Linked DNA regions of Mus musculus: region 2 is linked to region 1. Evidence: chromatin contacts called from public HiChIP or PLAC-seq data. All regions are on one chromosome and are shown on one strand. The core of a region is the stretch at or near the end of the contact, and the rest is flanking DNA. Distances in the headings are between cores, read along the strand shown.

Region 1 (7,789 bases), core at 2,723-5,222:
CACCATGACCAAGGCAAGTCTTATATAGGACAACATTTAACTGGGCTGGCTTACAGGTTTAGAGGTTCAATTCATCATTGTCAAGGCAGGAGTATGGCAGCATCCAGGCAGGCATGATGCAGGCAGAGCTGAGAGTTCTACATCTTCATCTGAGGGCTGCTAGTGGAAGACTGACTTCCAGGCAGCTAGGATGAGGGTCTTAAAGCCTGCACCCACAGTGACACACCTACTCCAACAGAGCCACACCTTTTAATAGTGCCATTCCCTGGGCCAAGCATATACAAACCATCACAGACAAGTAGACAGCAACGCTCAGCAGGTGTCATAGAAGCCCTATTCTGGAACTATACCACCACAGGAGACTGAACTGCACCTGTCTAGATATCTTCATCTACTCTTCGTCCCCTTCTCTCTTCTAGACCATGAGCTGTACAGTGTACAGGATTGTAGGGGTGGTGCTCATGCTAAGGTCTTGTTCCCCAGTTGGTTCTTGATCTGGCAGTAAAGAAAGCCATGGGCCAATTGCTAGGTGGAAGGTATAGGCAGGATTTCCTGGTCCCTAAAGGAAAAGGATACAGATGCAAGGGAGGAAGAGAGAGTTTGCCATGCTTTAGAGAGAGAAGAACTAGGTAGCCATGTGAGGTTTCAGGAGGAGTGGTGGGCTGTGGCCACTCCCATAGGTGAGTGGTCAGAGATGTTTAGCAGGGACTAGATTCAACTGACCAACTAAGGTTAGGTCAGGTGGGAGGTACAGAGCTAAGAGCCAAGATAAGGGCACATTTTCCAGGTGGGAGATAGTAGTGCCCAGAAATTGTGCCAAGAACACAAGTTGAAAATGAACAATTGTGTGTGTGTGTGTGTGTGTGTGTGTGTGTTTATCTATGGATTTAAGGGAAGCTAGGAGGAGGCTGGTAGCACAGCCCAATCCTGGAGCTATTGAAAGCTATACACAACATAGGCTCTTCTCTCCTGAAGAATGTGCAAGCAGTGTGCAGTGTCAGGCATTTGCTGTTTTAGGATTTAGGTGTCTATATGGTACTTGCTGGGTTTGTTGCTTGCTAATGGCCTGTGACTGAGTGTTTCCCTGGTACTGCTCTGGCTGTGGGGAATTGTCTTCCCTAAACTTATGCACCCTAAGACCAGCCAGTGATGGGGTAGTTGTCAATAGTGGTGTCTGGGACCTATCTCCTATTGCTTCAAAATGAGACACTTTGAAGGGTCATCGGCTCCAGAGCCCCCGCATGATTGCTAAGGTTGTTCTGCAACAGCCCTGCAGTTCAGATACTCCTGTGCTTAAACAGCTTCTTCTTTGTCCTTCCCTGGGATGAGGCAAGTAAGCTATCCACATGAAAGGCTCTATCTCAGAACCTGTTTCCCAGGAAACCAAAGGCATCTCCAAAATCTTGACCATCCGCCGAGTCTGGCAGGGGTAGCAGGTGGCTTGGGAAATTTCTAGGTGGCTGGTCAACAGATCAGAGCAATTCAGTGACTTGCCCAATACCCTCTAAATGTTGAATGGCGAGCTCGGGGAAGGGCTGCTGCAAGGGGCTGGTGGCTTGAATGAGCATGAATAAAAAAAGAGCAGGTTCTCCTTAAATGTTGATGCTTTCCCTCAGGGGTTAGGCTAGCACTGCAGAGTGTGAGGGAAGGGAAAGAAACGTACATAAAAGCTTGTGTGTTTCCAAGGCACCCTGCCATGACACAAGGTGGGGACCTTTTCCACATCCCCTTCTTCTGGGTCAAACACTAAAGCCCTGACTCACCCTGTTTCAAGCACCAAATTTCAGAGAATGCACTTTCCCTTTGCAGCACGCAACTGAGACACTACCTTGTGAATTGCCTTCTCCCTAAAGACTCAGGTTTCCCTGTGTTGGAATACTTTCTTGTTAGAAAACATTTTGGCCGCACACTGAGTTGATTATCAGTGTAATTGTGCTGTAATCACACCTGAGGAAACTTTAGCAAATTGTCTCTGACTGTCCGCCCACTCACGGGGGTGAGGGGGGTGGGGGTGGGGACTCAAACCTGTCAACTCAGAACACAAGCTGGCTTCATCCACAGAGAGATGCTCCTCCCAGCACACGGCTCTTTCTATCTGTAAGTAGACTGGATGCCTGGGTCACAAGGCATCCACACACATAGAAAACACTCCCGTGTTCACAGTAACTGGCTAGTCAGTAGCCTCAGAGATGTGGGTGTGGGTGACTTATGAGATAACTCTCCCTTTAGCCGTTTCGGATGTCAGGTTGGGGGTGGGGGGGGGGGGGAAAGACACCAGACTATAGAGATTTAAAAATAAAGTCTTATTTCTGAGTTTTAAACTTTTAAGAGGTCCGAGCTTGGCTTCCTGTGCACAGTGTGATTCTGAAGGGGGGAAACCCCATGTGAATTATTTAGACGAGGCGTTAGCTGTTGCTCCTGGGATTGATCAGGTTAGTCTATGTTGTGCTGCCGTAACAAATAAGCCATTTCAGTTCAGCAGGTTTAGGGTACACAGTGCTGTCAGGTAACCTCTACAATCCAGGACATGGTTTTTACGGCATCTCATTTCTCTGCTTCAGGGTACAGGTGATTTTATTTTGGGCTCAACTGTATATTAACAGCAGCCTCAGATATATCAACTGCACTATGACAGAGAGAGAGCAGAGACGATGCACTCCTTTTTTTAAACGCTGTGAAAAGACACATATTTTATACGCTAATGTCTCACAGAGCAGGGGAGTTGGGAAATATTAGGAGGATACAGAGATATTGGGGGGCAGTCTATAAATACCCGGCCACAACTAGGTTTTAAAATCTGAACCTTCCAAAAAGATTTGACTCATTAATTTAGTAATGCTTGTATGAGAGAACTACCCTGTGCCTTTTGTGGTTAATCCAGGGCTAAGCCCCTGGCATGCTGTGGTGCAGGAGATCTCCATAGCCCCCCAAAACAGCGGACTGTTTGCTTTGTGGGGCAGTCAGATATGCAGACATGAATGACAACAGAGAGGATGGATGGTGACTCAGTGGCAGCTCGTGGCTCCAAGCATTGAACCTGTATTTGGATGCCTCTTGCAGGGGATCTGTGACCTTAGTTGGGTAAGGGAACACACAGAGATGCTCCAGCGAAAGCTAATAAGCAAGCCCAAAGAGCTTACTGTTTAATGCAACAGAGATGTAGGTGCCATTCCCATTATCAGAAGGAACCAGCTTCCTAGACATAGAGGGAAGGGAAGAACAGTGGTTGGATAGCTGCACTGATTGACAACTCACATTTTCGAGCAGAAAGCATGATTCTTCAGTAAGCTGCAATGCAGCTATGTATTGTAATGTAACATCTTAGTGGACAAACCATTAACTTCACCCAACTTACATGTCTGAGGAGGATGAGGAGGGGGACTAATAGACTGTTTTCCATATTCACTTTTAGCAGTAGATTTGTAGTCTGATCATTTGTTAAATTGGTTGCAAGTGACACACAGGGATGCTCCAGTAAAAGCTATAAGACTAGATGTCAGAACTGGTCTGTTTGTCCATGGTCAAGCCAGGGTCAGCAGGACGTTTCTTTAAGATCTGGTGGATCATGTCTCTGAGGTCCAGAAATGAGTCTCCTGTCTATCAGACTCAGCCACACTCCTGCTGACCCATGGATGAGTGGAGGATGCTCTTTCCTGTGCCAGGGTGAAATTCCCAGGGAGGAAGCAGAGATGCAGTGGAGGAGCGAATTCAAAGGAACGGCTGACAGAGATATGTTGGGCCAGCCAGAAATCGGTTATGTCCATTCATCGTTCAGTTCGCCTCATTTTGCTTCTATTGTTATGTGGGGACTAAAACATTCATTTAGAGAAGAAATCGTCAAACTTTAGTGCTTTGAGATAATTTATGCTTTTCATCAGCTCACCAAATTGAGGGAACGGCTCGACAGAGGTCCGCCATCAGGCGATCTCAGCCGAGGATTCTTTTATATCGTTCACACAAGGAGCCTCCTTGGAGATGCTGGTAAACAGCCCAGTGATCCGGAGATGTCTGAGAAAGTGCACTTGCAGAATCAGACAGCGAACAAAGGGCTTTTGCGGCCAGGAAACGCACTCACGGGGGACTTGTCGTCCAGGGCTCTGCCTCTGATTGGAAATGCAATCACTTGGCTGTGTTTAGCTGAGTCCAGTAAGGGGCCATTGGCAGCAACACTCCACTAACTAGAAATCTCTTCTGCAATCAAATTAGGCACAGCCACAGCATCCTCATGACACACGCTGGCTATCACAGACATTTTACTGCAGAAATGCTTTTTAAACATTAATTATGCTGCATATGATGTGACCCAGATAAAATATGGGCGTGTTATGACTTGTCTGTGGCTTTGGAGTGCGCTGTTTAATCCTTGGCATGGAAGTAACAGAAGAAAGGGCTGGGCATTTTGTTTTGGTTTTCCTCTGTGGGCACTCTGCCTCTATACTCTAAGGGTGGCTGTGAAATGGTTGGATTTGGGTTCACAGGCTGGGGAGATGGCCATGGGCAAAGTACTTGCTATGTAAGCTTTAGGACCTGAATTTGAATCTCCAGCAACTATAGAAAATCTGGGTGCGGCAGCCACATCTGTCACCCCAGCACTGGGGGAGGGGTGTGGAGGCAGGAGAATCTCCTAGAGCTTGCTGGATTACTACTGGTCTAGTTGAGCTGGTGAGCCCTGGGTTTCAGTGAGAAACCCTGTCTCAAACAATAAATCAAAGAGCAATTGAGGATGACAGTGTCATTGACTTCTAGAGCACCCCCTACCCTGCTTATGAGACTTTCTTTTCTCTTCTCTTCTCTTCTCTTCTCTTCTCTTCTCTTCTCTTCTCTTCTCTTCTCTTCTCTTCTCTTCTCTTCTCTTCTCTTCTCTTCTCTTCTCTTCTCTTCCCTCTCCTCTCCTCTCCTCTCCTCTCCTCTCCTCTCCTCTCCTCTCCTCTCCTCTCCTCTCCTCTCCTCTCCTCTCCTCTCCTCTCCTCTTCTCCCTCCCTCCCTCCCTCCCTCCGTCCCTCCCTCCCTCCCTCCCTCCCTCTTTCTCTCTCGGCTTCTGACTTCTCACTTAGCTGACCTCCTATACCCCATGTCTCCAAGGAGATCCACAAAGGCACCCACATACCTCAGAAGGACCCATCTTTCAACAACCCTCTGCTTTGGTCAGAGAGAGGCATCTTTGGCCAGTGTAGATATTGTGTGTCCTATGTAGCTGTTGTGCAAGGGCTTCAGCTCAGAGTCTGGACGTGGCTTTGGCTAATATCTTGCCATCGAAGTAGCAAAGCTGAGCTCCACTCCACATCTGACCCTGTTATCTTTCTACAGTGGTTGTGTTTTGTTTTGTTTTGTTTTTTAATCTAAATCAGTGGATATCTTCCTTTAGATACACTCTGATATGAAAGCTCACAGGCAAACATTGAAAGCAAAGGAGGCAAGGTGGAGGAAGCATTTGCAGAGAGCCATGTACCCCAGTCTCCTTCCAGTTGCTACCCTGCTAACCCCACAGACCCAGGGTAGTATCCTACGTTGTATCCCATTCTGAGGGGTCAGGTATAATGACGGTTGTGGGTTTATAGAGTTATGCTGCTATGTGCTGGGGAATAGCCTGTGACCCCATTTGAGAGCTGTTTCTGTCTTTTGGGAGGGTCCCTTCTCTCCGGGTATATGGAGATAAAACACTTGAGAAAGTACATTATAGACTATATGGTGTGAGAGAGAGCATGAGCTACAGAAACAGGACTGAGAAATGGGAAGCCTGAAAGAGGAAGGGCTACGGGTGTTCACCATGATGATGGGCGAAGGTCTCGCTGTGAAGGTGACTCCTAAGTCAAAGCACCCAGCTGAATATCTACCTGGGGGAGAGTGGTTCCCAGTTGTGGAAAGACTGAATGGGAGCCTGGAGTGAGAGCCACCCTTGAATAAGAGCAAACTGTAGGGATAGAAAACCAGAGAGCCAGGGAGGCAGTGTCGGGGAAGGACAGTGAGCCACAAGACAAACCCGAAGGACCTTATGGGCTTGTGGGGTGAGGGAGATGGGAAACCACAAAGGAGAGGGGCCAGAGAGAGATAACACATTACTACTTTGGATCCCTGTGCTGTTGATAATAGGCTATTGATGTGGAAACTTGAGGGTTCTTTGGAAAGCCAGTTGTGTTGGATGGTGCTTTGCTAAGGCAGACATGTGAAGGGACATTTCCCTGAAGCAGACACAGGTGAAAGGATGCTCTTTTAAAATAAGCACGTGAAGGGACACACGATGAAGGATTCTTCGCTAACGACACACAGGTATTGGTCTGCCTTACATTGCATAGTTGAGCTCCATTTGTAAGGACTCCATAGAGAGAATCACACGAAACAAACAAACAAACAAACAAAACCTTCTGGTGGTGTGCTGCAGTTTCTTGCTACTTCCGAGGACTCAGGCTGATTGACAGAGTGATGTCAGCTGAGCCAGATGGACGTGCTGAGGCAAGACCTGTGGAGGACAAGTGATGTTTGGAGGGAGTATAAAAGGACTCAACGGACAGTGAAGGGGCTGAGCTAGGCTTGCTTATAGAGCTAGCCATGTAATACTTGTTGGCCTTGCTTCTTCACCAATCTTTGTTTCGCTGAAAGAGGCACAGCTGAGAACTGTTGGCACCCCTCTCAGTCCCTCCTGCTGACTGGTGAGGAGGCTGAGGCCCGGCTGTCTCTGCGAGGTAGTGCCACCGCTGCTGGTTCATGTTTGCTATCCCGTCTCTTCCGAACTGGACTGCTGGTATGCTCATGAAGTGTTTGCAAGTGGATCGAACTGCCACTGCTGACCTGTGACCTGAACTGCTGATTTCCAGACAACACAGATGGGAGTTGCTCCAAAGAACCTTTCTAAACATGTCAACTTCTTCCTTTTCCACTAACTCTGATAGGTGATGGGCTACAAGGGAGGTTAGAGCATTTAAGAACCATCATTAAAATTAAATTAATTTAATTTTGAAAAAAAATTAAAGTTACAGGCTAATGCTGAATGGGAAGGAATCCCATGCAACCCAGATTTGCCTGGAGGAAGGAAATCTGTATTGAGAAAAAGGGCCTTGTATGCAGTAGTCTTTCACCCCAGTATCTTACCACCTGCCTCTTGGATGGCTTCCACTAGAAACTGAAGTTGAGTGGGAAAATAACATGCATGTGTGCATACAGGCTCATGAGTGTGATTGTAGACTTGTTTGGGGTATGTGGGTGCATGCCTGTTAGTGTGTATTGGTGTGTAAGAGCATGAAGGTATGAGGATGTGTGAGGGTGAGAAAATATGAAATCATATGAATGTGACTTTATAAGTGTGTCTCTCTGTGTGAGTGTATATATGAGATTGTGTGTGTATGTGAATGTATATATAAGACTGTGTATGTGTGTGTGTGTATATGTGATTGCGGCTGTATCTGTGTGTATGTGAGTGCATATATGAAATTGTGTGTCTACGTCTGTGTGTGTATGTGAGTATATATACGAGATTGTGTGTCTGTGTCTGTGTGTGAGAGTGTATATTTGAGATTGTGTGTGTAGTGTATATATGAGATTGTGTGTCAGAGAGAGAAAGAGGAGAGAGAGAGAGAGAGAGATTAATGAATGAATAAATGAGTGGGTGTTTTTAGGGAAGATGAGAACACAGACCTGATTCTAAGGTAATCAGAACCAGATTCCGCCCCCCTCCCCCCAGTGGGATGCCCAGCAGAGTCTCTGTCAATCATATGAAGGCCAATGGAGGGTGTGAGGGACAGTCACACAGAGTCCTGACATAACTCTAGAGAGTGTCTTGGAGCCACGCTCTAGC
Region 2 (7,789 bases), core at 2,861-5,360, 250 kb after region 1:
CATTATATCCAGCAGCCTCCTCCAGTCACTCTGAGCTGTCTCTTCTCATAAAAGTGCCTATTTATTTTGCCATTATTCTGTTACCAACAATGGTCCAGGCAAAACTTGAAAAATGTATCTTGGCTATACTATACACCTATTGCTATCATGCATCCACGTGTGCAAATGCATACACATATCCCATGTTCCTGTGCACATACACACAAGCATGCACACATCCACAGCCATTTCTTCACTCTGGAATGTATTCAGCCACGTCATCCAAGCAGAGGAAATAGTCCCAACCCCTGGCACTCACAGGAGGCAGCTGCTGGCTGTTAGATGACCTGTCACTTCTCCGGCCAAGTTGAAGTCCCTTGAAAGGGTCTAAAGACAGTTTTCCATCCGTTACAGTGGTTGCTGAGGGCTGGCATAGAGGAGGCAGAGTGGGGACAGGTAGAGAGCTGTAGCTCTCAGGACTGGGCAGTATTGGCCACCATTGATCAATCCATCAGTGGAAAGTTCCCCACTAGGGTCCCCAAAGGAAAACAAGTGGAACCACATAAACAAAAGAAAAAATAGATTTTCTTTTTAGAAGCCTTTTATCATCAGAAGGAAATGATTTATTTTCTGTCTTGGTTGAACAAAACTCCATCCCATGTTTTAAGACCAAATCACATTTTCTGAGTATGGAGGGGGATGGACCGGGGGTGGGGGTGGGGGTGGGGGGAGAAGGGACCAAATCATATTTGGGCTTTGCAGCCATTCTTGGAGTGTAACCATGTTAGGAGTCCCATTCTACTGAATGGAAATTGAGACTCAGAGTGTCAAAGCTACTAGTTCAATGTAGGTGGATCCTGCAGGACCCACCCCAGCCCTTAGCCTGCTGGCAAGACTCTTCTGACCATTTTAAGCTTAGAGAGCCAGAGTCCCCCAAGTGTTTTTAGGAATACCTCAAGACTTGAGAACACAACTCTTCCAAGCATTGGTGAGTTTGTAGAAGAAGAGGCAAGGAAATAGTGAGGAACAGACATCCTTAGAGTCAAAACCCAACTGGAGCTTTCCTTCTGGAGAGCCGAAGCTCCCAGAACAGAAACCCAGGGATGCTAGCGTGGGATGGTCAAGATTCCAATTCACAAGCTGCACCTGTCTTTGCTGAAACCATCAAACCTGTAGGGCCATCTGTGTCTTAGGCCATCACCTCAGCTATGCATGTGTGTGATGGATTTGAGATCAGACTAGAGAACTGCTCTTGGCCAAGCCAAATCATCTCACTCATGACTTGGGGGTGGTGGTGGTGGGAGGCATAAATCTAACTAATGGCTTAATTAGTTCAAAAAACAAAACAAAAAAACCAAAACCTAAAACAAACCCATAGACCTGGGGATTTATAATGGGATCCGATGCCCCCTTCTGGTGTGTCTGAAGATAGTGACAGTGTACTCATATACATAAAATAAATAAATCTAAAAACAAAACAAACAAACAAAAACCAGTAAAACTCTAACACCACCAGGGTAAAGTCTGAAGGGCTGTTCTAAGCTGGGGGCTCTGGGATGGTCAGGGCCTCTGTTGTGACTACACTTTCTTCACATCTGTTTCTACACTGTCTTCCTGCAGATGCTTACCTGCGAATACTCCCCAGTAAAGGCACTTTGCACAAATGCTTCTGATCCCTATTACCAGGGAAACAAACCAGCCTGTCTGACAGTGGCCATGAAACAAACACCCCAGCCTTGCAGTGACACATGTCACTCTCAATCACAGCTCCTTGGCTAGATCTGGTCACGTGCTACACCCCAATTGGAAACAAGTCTAGCCCTGACATTTACTTAGAAGGCAGAAGCCTAGGTACATTTTGCGAGAGACACTAAGGATGATGGATTGGGGAGAGCGCATGAAGGCTGACCAAAGTATAAAGGCAGGACACCAACTGTCGTTAAGGGTATCTAGGACCCTCCCTACTCAATGAGTGGCCTCCCTGGGCAAGGCTGTTGTTATGAAGATAAGGGAAGACCTTTCGATTCTACCAGTGCACTGTTACCTTGATTACCCATCCTCTGAGCTGAGCTGTCCCCTCTTCCTGTCTCCTTGTCTATATTTGCTAACCTCTGGTCTCAGGGTAGCTGGCCTCTGGTTGACCAGATGACGGTTTTCCTGGAATAGAGACTAATAGAGAGATTTCAGATATCCTTATTTGGATCTCTGTAGACTCCAAGCTTGTCTGCTATCTCTGAGCAGCAATGTGGGGGACGGATTTCTGTACACATGGCTCTCACACTGTCCTCTTTATGGAATGCCATCTACTACAGGACATGTTTATGAAATTCTCAGGGCAGGTGGCGCTATTTAGGCGATCAGATGAGAACGGATGAGGCAGTGGTTTCCTCAATATCGTCTGTGGGCTCTCCGGATGGCATTGCTATCTGTAATGTGTGTAGTTGGCTAAAACAACCAAGCACCAGACATGAAAGCATTGTCACGAAGGCCCTTGGGGGGTGGGGGTGGGGGAGAATCACATGCAGTGACCTTATGGCCAAGGCGCAGACAAGGGAGGAATTTTAGAAAGCATGTCAGTTTGAGTGGGTGAGGTGCTCATTCAACGAGGTGCCGCTGAATCCGCAGTGTGACCTTAGGAGTTTTAGCCAGGAGACAAATGGAGACTCAAAGTCTGGGCAACTTGCTCTGAATAAAGAGCTGGGGTGTCAGCAGGCTAGTTCAGTTCCAGACTCTAGGGTCCTCCTTACCGTCTGCTAGTTCTTGATTGACTTAGCTATCTGCTCTTTGATACATACCAATCACTGTCTCATCATCCCAGGCCCTGTGCTGGCAGTTGAAATATTTCCCAAACCCACTGGCCTATTGCTCAGTGTCTCGCTGTGACAGATGCCACGTGATATATTGATACCAGTATTGAATGTAACTTATACACATTTTCTTTACTTTCTTTCTTTTTTTTCATTTATATATTTTTTTTTTTTGTTTTTTTGTTTTTGTTTTTGTTTTGTTTGGTTTGGTTTGGTTTGGTTTTTTTGAGTCAGGGTTTCTCTGTGTAGTCATGGCGGTCCTGGAACTCACTCTGTAGACCAGGCTGGCCTGGAACTCAAAAATCTGCCTGCCTCTGCCTCCCAAGTGCTGGGATTAAAGGCATGCGCCACCACTGCCCGGCTACTTATACACATTTTCTACAACAAAAATGGCATTCATTTTCTTTTTCATATTGCTTTGGCTACTAGGAAGCTCATTTGTCCAAATCACAGCAACTCGGTTGTAGTTGGAAGTTAGCGTTTTAGTTTTATAAACTTTTTTTGCGGTCCAAGTTTTCTATCTCAGATGGATAAATGCCTTTTATTGTAAAACCCATAAGTCCTCTCAGGAAGAAAGCTGCACGAAAATAAGGACTTTCCTGCCTTAGCTTTAGATCTCTTCGAGGGAAGAACCGCCTTATGTGTCCCTGTTTCTCTAATCTCCAACACTCCCCAACTCTAGGACTCCTTGAGCCATGGCTAGCACTGTTTCGAGCCCTTGGGAATAGCTCAGGGACTCTGAAAGGTCACATCCAAAGGGGGAAAAACAGAATTTTCTCAAGCCATGACTCACTCTGGCTTTGGTTCACGCTTGTGGAGTGTCGGCCAGTCCCACCCTCACCTGAGCAGTTAATAAAATCTATTGCTCCTTGATGGATTTTTCCTGCAAGCTAGAATTGATCTGTCCACTCTGTGATTTGTGGTGATGGCAGAAAAACACCAAACACCACCGGTGGCTGAGCCACTTTGGGGGCCGATGGGGGCGGGGGGGGGGTGAGGGGGAGAGGGCGAACGAAAAACAAAGCCAAAGAAATCTACCAGCAAGACTCTTAGGGCATAGAGGGCTGCGGCTGCGGGGGTCATTTTATGTGATTTATTGGGAATAAAGTGGATCTTATTAACATTTTAATAAAGAGAATCTTTTTTCGCAATGTGTTAGAAGTGGCTGCCGGTCCCGGGTGCAATTCCAGTTCCTAGGGAAAGTGGAATCAGTTGGCATTGCCCAGCCTGATTTGTGAGGCTGGGCACCAGGAGTCAAAAAAAAAAAAAAAAAAAAAGCCAACGTGCCGCCTCCTTGCTCGGAGGGGGCTCTCCCTGCGAGGTGCTCGCCCCTATCTGCCATGCAAAACGAGGGAGCGTTATGAAGGAATCCGTCTTGTAAAGCCATTGGTCCTGGTCATCAGCCGCTACCCAATGCTTTCGCGATGCTGCCGCTGATCTATTTGGGAAGTTGGCTGGCTGGCGAGGCAGAGCCTCTCCTCAAAGGCTGGCTCCCACGGAAAATATGCTCAGTGCAGCCGCGTGTGTGAATGCAAACGCCGCCAGGCGCTTCTTCTAGTCGGGCAAGATGCAGCCGAGAACTCCGCTCACCCTGTGCGTCCTGCTGTCCCAGGTAGGGAATGTGAGCCGCAGTCAGCGCGCTCCCACCAGCTTTCTGCATTCAGATCGCCCTGCTTGGTGATGGCCAGAAGCAATCGGAGGGACGCGGGGCTTCTGCTAGCCGCCGTGCAGATATACCCGGCTAGCTCAGATGCGAGGTCACCCTCAGCTCCGATCCTAGAGGAGCCTGGCTCCTCTTGCCGGCTAGTGTGTGTGTGTGTGTGTGTGTGTGTGTGTGTGTGTGTGTGCGCGTGTAAGCTCATTCTAGGGAAGACAGAGCCTTTTTGCAAGCAAAGCGACATCCTGGCTGACATCAAGTAGGGTAACTTTGGTTCGCCTCCTCCCGAGGTTCGTGCATCGGATACACACTCCTTTCGAGGCGACTCCTAGGGATTGTGCTTGCCCCGTAGCCCAGTGCCTTAGCCGGGAGGAGGGGGGGCGGGAAGAGCCATTCGGTTCAGCCGGCAGCCGGGCTGGGAGAGGCCGGAGCTGGCATCACTGACTTCCCGGGGCGCTCGTCCTCTCTTCGCCCAGCTCGGCTGGCGAGCTGCAAGGCGCCTCCCGCCAGCGGATCTCCGCAGCCCGGCTGCTGCTGTCTTTCAAAGCAAGGCGCCCGCCGCTCCGGCTTTGGGGTCTTCCGGCTCTCCAGCTCCGGGCTGAAAGGGGCCTGAGCACGATCCCCGGTCTCCTCTGCATAGCGCAGGCCCACTACCCCCAGCCCCTTGGGCCCCCATTGTCCAGACAGCTGGAGCTCCTGCCCGAGCCCAGGCTGCAGCCTCTGTTGTCTTCCCCGGGCGGGCGGGTGGCGCTGAGCACAAGGAAAAGTTCAAGCCTCCTCACCAGGCTGCAGCTGCCTGGCAGATAACCCTCCAGATCCTTGCGGTGCCAGGGCAAGGTTGGGAGAGCAGGAGAGGCATGTTGGGGCTCTCCTCAGCCCGGCTGAAGCTCGGAGATCCCTGGAAGTTTGGGTGTAGGAAAGCAACACTTAGGGGACAGGCCAGAGGCACTGGAGGCTGAGGAGGCACGCCCAGTCCTCCTCTAAGGACTGAAGCTCCAGGAAGCATGCTGGCATACTGGCTCGGTCCCTCCTTGTCCTTTTAGGCAGCCTCTGGGAACTAGAACTGGCAGTCTACAAGTGGGTAGTTGCAGAAGTGCAGGGCCATGCAGAGAGAATGGGGGGGGGGGGTGCGGGAATGCCTGAGGCATGGGTGTTGAGTTTTCTGGGCAGGATTCTTGGGTTCCAGTGGAAGAGGCACGGGGTTGTACATGAAGTGGGAAACTGGAGATGAAGTCAGGGTTCGGTAGGAAGCCTTCTAAGGGGAGATGGCTGCTGGAGAGGAGCTGGCACCCCAGAAATGCAATGACCATAGAAATGACCCAAGGGTGTGTGTGTGAGTGTGTGACCCTGCCAGGACCCTGGGTGACAGAGTAGTAAGATGCTTTCTGCTGGGCAGGCTCTCCTGTCCTGAGTTCTGACATCTCTGTCAGTGGACACACAGTCCTGGGGCACACACAGTTGTTGCTCTTTTCTATTAGAGGTTTTCTAGCTGATTCTCTAGGGCCCTGCTATGGATCCCATCGTTGCTTTGGAAGCAGCTCCCCACCTCTCCAGGGCTCTAACTATCCCTAAGGCAGAGAAGGTTGTGTGCCTCCTAATTTCGCAAGGTGGGGCAGAGCACACCTGGGTAGAAAGATCCAGACAGATCCTTCCTGTCCTCTAATGCTAGTAGACCCACCATGGGCAAAGCTGAGCTTTCAGGCTCTCCACAGTAGAAGAATCTATTACCATCATCAACCCTGGACCTGCTGGGTGAACAAGGCAGCGTGCAACAGGCAGCCCTAGGCAGTGGATTTCACAAGTCCCGCCTCTCTGGGAGCGGTTGGCATCTGGGGCATGGACTCCTGCCTTACCCGGGACTTTTCTAGTTCTCCTGTCTTAGTATGTATTAGGTTCCAGGGCTCATGCAAACTGATGCTTATCTATGGGCACAGCAGACTGGGGGTGGAGGTGGGGGAGCTCCGGGGAGCCTGCCAGGGGCCTAGGGGCTTCCTATGGGGCACCTCTGCAGAGCAACAGGGGTGTCTTCTTCTCCCGCAGGGCCGGCTGGCAAAGGTGGCTTTAAAAGCCCACTCAGTTGCTTCTGAACTGTAAATAAATGGCCAGCCCTGGGGGGTTTTAGCTCTCACTTTGATTGTCTTGCATAATCAGAGCGCTCATCTGCATGAAGATAGTGACTGCTGTTCTCTGGGCTGAAGCACCTGGAGGGGAAATAGTCTCCACCCCATGCAAGGTGCAGCGGAGTTCACCAACAACAGGCTTAAACGCAGGGGGTTGGAGGCTTGGGTCTTTGTGCCTCCAAGAAAAATGAACATATGTGTGTGTGTGGTGGTGGTGGTGGGGTGTCTCAGTGCCTTTGAGTCAACAAGCCCAACCCAAACTTTCCTGAGGCAGAAAGGAAACAGAGGAATGACAAAAACAATGTGAAAAAGTGAATTACTCACTGCCCTGCAGAGCTAGGGCAAGCCTGTGTGTGTTTTTCCATGCAGTCAAACATAAAGCAGGCACTGGGCCCAGCTTGGAAGCTATCAGTCTCTGGCTGCTCATTGGCAGACTTGCCACCTTCCACATTTGCATGCATTGGGGGTGAGGTGGGCTGGGGGGGGGGGGCGCGGTTCTAAACAATAAGGACTAGAAGACCTTTTTTCTCACCCCCACCCCGGGTGTTCTGGGAAAACCTGTCCCGGAAGCAGCAGCTGGAATTTGGCCACTGACCCAAAGGAGCAGAAGTGTGAGTTAGAAATTCCACTGTGGTAGGGATTGCCCACTCCTGGGAGGCAGCACTTCCACCCAGCCCAGCTTCGCACAATGCATGAGCAATCCCCCAAGAATTAACTTCTAGGGAGTGGCTCAGGTCTTGAGACTGTCCCTCCATGTGTTCCCGAGAAGTATTCCCTGGGATTCTGTGGCTCTGGCTTGAAGTGGGAAAGTTCTCCCCGAGAGAGAGTGAGAGTCTGGCATTTCAGGACTTTAAGTGAGTCTCCACAACTTCTCATGTGGCCGCCACTCTGCCCATTCTATTTTAAGAGCCTGGTTCATGTGCAAAGCCTTTCCGATGAGGGCAGGGACTCAGAGCCTGAGAGGGCACCTCCAGCCTGTGGCTCCTGCTTAAGGCAGCCTGCACTGTTCAAAAGTTCTAGGGGACCAAGGATTTAAAGTGGTAAAAGTTCACATGTCTAAACACTCTTATAAATATTTTTAGCAAACCCCAAAATAGTTTTAATACACCGCCAGGCTGAGTAAGTGACCTGGATTTATGTAACTCCAGCATGTTACTGGAAGCCTCAAAGGTCTTCTTAGCAGATCTTCCTCTTCTACCTCCTCTCTTCTAGAAGAGAAGATCCTC

The links. HiChIP or PLAC-seq counts read pairs in DNA pulled down with a chosen protein or histone mark.
Region 2: an H3K4me3 HiChIP or PLAC-seq map of neural progenitor cells shows a contact between it and region 1, with 5 times the contacts expected there. The contact joins the promoter of Cdh13 here to the enhancer-like site in region 1. A contact is called at or near these places in 1 of 39 promoter capture datasets (hippocampal neurons), 1 of 484 Hi-C or Micro-C datasets (myocytes), 2 of 115 datasets of contacts at active chromatin or transcription factors (neural progenitor cells and stem cell-derived neural progenitor cells) and 1 of 9 other capture datasets (embryonic stem cells).

The regions. Positions count from the first base shown.
Region 1 is chr8:118,030,184-118,037,972 of GRCm38.p6, forward strand. No RefSeq gene overlaps it. Among named protein-coding and RNA genes, the nearest start is that of Gm39262, 86 kb to the left of the region's middle. Within about 2 kb of position 3,973, at least 19 of the 459 cell types and tissues checked have an H3K27ac peak or open chromatin away from gene starts, as enhancers often do. A contact at or near this core is called in neural progenitor cells and stem cell-derived neural progenitor cells, where this site is marked.
Region 2 is chr8:118,279,501-118,287,289 of GRCm38.p6, forward strand. It overlaps Cdh13 (cadherin 13), which reads left to right and starts at 4,111. Exons shown (of 14, transcript NM_019707.5): 1 at 4,111-4,398. The coding sequence starts at 4,354. The region is part of intron 2 of Gm51555 (a long non-coding RNA gene); the gene reads right to left.